Linked DNA regions of Bos taurus: region 1 is linked to region 2. A link is a contact called in public Hi-C data. All regions are on one chromosome and are shown on one strand. The core of a region is the stretch at or near the end of the contact, and the rest is flanking DNA. Distances in the headings are between cores, read along the strand shown. Region 1 holds the start of TIA1 (TIA1 cytotoxic granule associated RNA binding protein). Region 2 has its middle 6.8 kb from the start of C11H2orf42.

Region 1 (2,700 bases), core at 47-2,546, 35 kb after region 2:
TTGTATTTCATAACAACTATAATATGCAGAGTTGCAAAAAGAAACCTAAGAGTGTATTTTTTTTTAATGCAGAGGGTTCTCAAATTGCCAGTATTCGAAGAATAAAAATAAGAAAGCTACGTCAAAAATTGGGCTTTTTCTTATTTTCGAGAAGAGTAACAAAGGCAGGATCACCTCATCGGATAGTACTTCGAAAAACAAAGGAGAATGCCTGGGGCGGGGGGAAAGCTACGCTACAAAGAAATGATCCCAAACTAAAACCACTTAACACTACAAAAATTCAGAGGTGACTAAATATTTTAGTTAAGGTACTTATCAATTGTTGCTTTATTAAAAACTCCCCGCTCCTTCAACGACATGTCAATCACAAAAGTAGCAAGCGAAGATAAAAGAGCATTAAATCCACTTCCCCTCAGTTGATATATACCTCCGGGTGAGAGTTCCATTTTAAAAAAGCAGTTTCAAAATCCTTAGGGGTCCGATTTGGGGCTTTTTGATCGGGGATGGGGGGTTGCCACAGAAAAAGAGCCAAAGTTTAAGAAAAAACAATTGACTTTTTCCCAGTTGGCAACTGCGAGAATAAAGTTTACACCCCTGAAAATGAGTACACGGATTTTCAAGACAAAAATTCTTATCAATGAAAAGAAAATGAAAGGAAGAGTATCTGGAGAAAATCAAAGTAAAATGAAAGCGAGACGGTTGTAAAAATCAGAATAGGTTAATCAAGAAGCGGGGGAAGGGATGCAGGAGAGAAAGAAAGCATGGGACAAAAAGGCTCGCCGAGTTCTAAAAAGAGGTTTGAATGAAAGTCTCTTCTCCAGGCCGAAGGCCGCCGAGGGCCCGGGACGAGGCCAAAGGCCAGGCTGTAGGGGCAGTTAGGTGTACGGACTAATTTAGAGGCTGAGCCCCATCTCCTTCCATTTGGTTCTCACTGCCTGGGTGTCGGTCCCTAGACATCCAGGTGAGCGCCAGAGAGAGTAACCTTGATAACGCGGCGTCCACGGGGAACAATAGGCTGGGGAGCGGCGCAGAGCCGAAGGCTCGCTCCGGGACGATCACCATCCCGCCCCCCTCATCGCTGCCCCAGACTCACAGAGTCTTAGGCATTTCGTCCTCCATGGCTGCTGCTGTCGCGGCGGCGCCTCCAGGTCCAGCTCCCTACCCTTTACTACCTCACAAATCTTTTGACCAGCTATGGCTGAGGGGTAGCCGGGATTCTCGGCTGACCGGAGGTTACCCCGCCTCCTTCTTCGGCGGCAATTACACTCAACTGCCGGGCCCAGCGCGAACAATGAAGCCCCAATACAAGATGGCGGCGAGCCGGGAGCCTTGGAGCAGCCAGGGAAGTGACCCGGGCCGCGCAGGCGCAGAGAAATTTTGCACTTTCAACCTCCTGGCCGCCAGGCTGCACCTCAGTCCTTATATTCACTTGTTGCGCAGCCGTGCTTCCAACGACGCCAGGGGGTTGTCTCAGACTGCGCAGGCGTAAAGGTTAACTGTTTAATGACTTGAGTAAACATTTTTGAATTCCACCTCCAGATTCGAATGTGTCAACAGTGATTTATAGTAAAATATAAATCTTCATGGAAATGAAAAGTTGTGTTTCTAGAAGAAGAAAGACTCTAAAAATTACCCAAAGCGGGGACAAAAACGGTGTGCGCCGCCCGGGAATCGAACCCGGGTCGCAAGAATGGGAATCTTGCATGATACCACTACACCAGCGGCGCTCACGGAAGCTGGTTCTGCCGAAATACCTTAGGACCAAGTACACGAGGACGTTCGTTCCCAAATTAGGAAGATTTAGTCATTTAAAAATAAAAGTTTACCGAGAGTCTCCATAATCTGTTACTTTTCAGGTAAGAGATGATTTCTTTTCTTTCATTTTGGTACGGTTGAATGGATGTTCCTACTTTTTCTGTATGAAAAATCTCACTTAAAAAAAAATTTTTTTTTTTTTTTTGGAATTTAAAAGAGTTTCCGGGAGTTTGCTAGTAGTCCAGTATTTAGGACTCCACGCTTTCACTGCCGAAATCAGGTTTAAACTCTGGTTAAGTATTCCCCAAGTCACGCGGCGCAGCCGGAAAAAAAAGTAAGAGTTTCATTAAGAATTTGTCCTCTTGGTGTTAACCAAATTTTTGAGCCAGGAATATATTCCAGATCTTTGAGGAATTTTTCTTTATATTTGAATTTCCTTGGTATAATCAATGTACATTGGAAAATATTTAAGAAACAGTTATTAAATACAGATCAATCCAAGAGTTCTAAAACTGAAGGAATAAGAGGATATACAAATTTTTATCCTCTTCCAGGGAGGCAGAAAAATGTATGTCAGTATACTCATTACGCATTTTGTATTGCATTTTAAATTATGTAAAAAATTTTTTAAACATTGGGAAATGTACATGCCCAAAAATGTGATGTTTTCTTTGAAGTAGTTCATTTAGACTGCAGCATTTTTAGATAATCATTTTTGAAATTGAATTTAGACTCTGTGGTACATTGTTGGGATTTTATTCAAAGACATCAAGTAATAATATTTTGAGGGTGAACAATATAAATTTTTAAAATGTGTAATTCAGGAATTTCCTGTGGCCTAAAGGTTAGGGTTCTGGGGTTTTTTTTTTTACTGCCATGGCCTCGGTTCAATCCCTGGTCTGGAAACTGAGATACTGTATACCATCAGTCAAAGGAAAAAAAGTG
Region 2 (2,700 bases), core at 93-2,592:
TCTGGCAGAAAGGTAAGTAGTCTGGTACCTGGATCTTTACCCTTCTCCTGGAAACCACAGGGAGCAATAAGGAAAACCTATGACCACCAACTCCCACAAACAGTATCTTAAGTGAAGCCAGAGATACAGAGAAAACTTGACACATTGAGAAGAAGTGTGGTACTGGATGGGAGGCCAACTGAGTTTTGTGGGGGAAGGACAGGGAGTGAGGAGGGGGCCAGTAGTGGCAGACCTCAGAAATCACTTGCAAATATTCAGTCTGAGAGCCAAACCGTGAGTGGAGCCAGCTGTCAGAAGGACTGAACTAGTATGTGAGTACTGGAAGAGGCAGGGAGGGAAGATGTGTTAAGTGCCTAAAAGATCCAGAGGAGATGTCTTTCAGAAAGCAAGTTAGGGGATCTCCTTGAAGACAAGAGTTTTGTCACTTAATGGAGCACATGAAGCAATCAAGGGTGCTCAGCTGGCACAGAACTTCTGAACAGGGCCTCATCCCAGAGAGGAACCATGTCTACACTTTTAAGCAGACAATTCATTGTAGCCACAGAGAAGGGAGGTAAGAAACCCTGACAGGTTCTTTCCCCTTCATCCTCCTGCTGGTACTTGGTCTAGAAAAAACCAACCATTTCAAATATGAATAAACAGAAAGATGTAAGCACAGCATTTGTACCAAGACACTGTAATTAAAAATAAGAAAGACAGCAAAACTTACCCAGAGTTTCCCCGGAGAAAACTCACAAGAAAATGTTCCCATAAAGCAGTTGAAAATAATACACTGACATTCCAATGTAAATTTTAAAAATCTAATGAAGCAAATGCAGCTAAGAAATGTAAGAATTCAGGGAAGAGCTGTCCCTAAAGTGAAACAGAAATTGGTAGAATTTAGGAAACAGAAAAAAAAATTTTTTCCCCCCAGAAATGAAGGTTACATTAAAGGAACACAACTGAGTCAGGATACCACAGGAAGCACATTAAGGAACAGAGATTAGAGATGAGAAACGCAGGGACTTCCCTGGCGGTCCAATGGTTAAGACTCCACGCTTCCAAAGCAGGGGACGCGGCTTCGATCTTTGGTCAGAGAACTAAGATACCGTATGTCACGGTGCCAAAAAAAAAAAAAAAAGCAAACGAAAAGATAATTAAGAACAAATGACAGAAAGTGATGACAGGCAGAGGAAATCCAACATACAACTGGAGTTGCCAGAGAAAACCAAAGCAGTGGAATAGTACAAATATTTATGAATATAATTCAGGAAAACAAGAAATATTAGCTTGGTGCATGTACTTGGCTCAGGGAATGTTTCTTTTCTTACACAATGTTTTCCCTGGCTTGTCTCTTCCCATTTGCCTGATTTTCCAGTATTTAGTCTTTTCACATTCTCCATAGTTCTGTGAAGCTTCTCATAATACACAGCTCGACCTCTAGAGAGCCTTAAGTCTGGCCTGCTGACCATCAATCTGGATTGGCTGCCAGGTCTCTTCACAACCGTAATCCTAGGACTTCCTATTATCTCACTCCTGTTTGATCCTGTTTCTAGATACTACATTGTATTTTTTTCCATGACTTGTTCTGATGGAGTTTATCCAGTTTTTCCCTGAGAATCAGTCTTCTATGAACTTACATATCTAGTCTTTATTCTATTGTGACCCATGACCATAATTCATTTACACTTCTAAAGATAGTGCCCCACTGATTCCTAGGTTCAATGTTGTCATTGGGTATTTTTCTTAATCCTTTTTCTATCTGGTAAATTTTAGGATGGGCCCCTTACAGGCCTGGCATCCTAAAATTTTATAGTGGTATGGCTTCACATGAATCTTTCCTATTTATTGTACAAACTCAACATTAGCCTTTCTTCAACCTTTAAACTCAAAAAATCATCAGGGAAATTTCCCTTTATTTAATAAATTCCACCCACTCGCCTATTTTCTGTTTTCTTCTTGGAACACTTATTGATTTTATATTATAAACCTCCTGAATTGATCCATATTTATTTTTTCTACTTTTGATTTCTGTTCTAGGACATCTCCTTGTCTTTTAATACTCCCACTGAATTTATTTATTCTCATTTCTTGTTGTGACATTTTATTAGGATTGTTCTAATTTCTTGAATACAGTGTGAGTTTTCAGATTCTTGAGAGCTGCTTTTTATTTAGCTCTACCTTTTGCAGTCAAAGTTTTTCTCAATTTCTGGTGACCTTTGGCTGACTTCATTGAAAAGTGAAGCACTAAAAACCTGTTTGGAAGGTTTGTGTACATGGGTAGGGCTTACTGGTCAACACACTCCACTCTAAGAGGATTGGTGGCCAGTTACTTTTTGGTTTTGTTGTTCAGTTGCTCAGTTGTGTCCGACTCTCTGCGACCCCATGGACTACAGCGTGCCAGGGTTCCCTGTCCTTCACCACCTCCTGGAGTTTGCTCAAACTCATGTCCACTGAGTCGGTGAGGACCTTCAAATATCAGCATGTGTCTTTTCCCTCCAGAGCAGCTTAGTATTTCCACAGTAGGAGCCTCTAAATCTTGCATGTTTAAGTATGGTTATTGGTCTTCTAGAGCTGAAAACAGATAAGCTAGGGATCTCATTTATCTAGTATATAAATCTGCTTAACTCCTACTTTCTGTGCAGTAACTCATTTAAGCATATTAACCCTGAGTCAAAAATCTACTTTTTCCTTTTTTAGGTGAATTACTATTAGAATAAC

Evidence for each region. A called contact is a pair of places that touch in the nucleus more often than the background predicts.
Region 1: a Hi-C map of liver shows a contact between it and region 2, with 1.7 times the contacts expected there. The contact joins the promoter of TIA1 here to the enhancer-like site in region 2. A contact is called at or near these places in 3 of 11 Hi-C or Micro-C datasets (liver, skeletal muscle and an unstated tissue).

What each region holds. Positions count from the first base shown.
Region 1 is chr11:68,553,607-68,556,306 of ARS-UCD2.0, forward strand. TIA1 (TIA1 cytotoxic granule associated RNA binding protein) reads right to left here and starts at 1,297. Exons shown (of 14, transcript NM_001076109.1): 1 at 1,094-1,297. The coding sequence starts at 1,119. TRNAG-CCC (transfer RNA glycine (anticodon CCC)) reads right to left here and starts at 1,727; the gene lies at 1,657-1,727. It also overlaps a transcript of PCYOX1 not described here and the pseudogene LOC132346599.
Region 2 is chr11:68,518,564-68,521,263 of ARS-UCD2.0, forward strand. It overlaps a transcript of TIA1 not described here. Among named protein-coding and RNA genes, the nearest start is that of C11H2orf42, 6.8 kb to the left of the region's middle. Within about 2 kb of position 1,343, at least 6 of the 102 cell types and tissues checked have an H3K27ac peak or open chromatin away from gene starts, as enhancers often do. A contact at or near this core is called in liver, where this site is marked.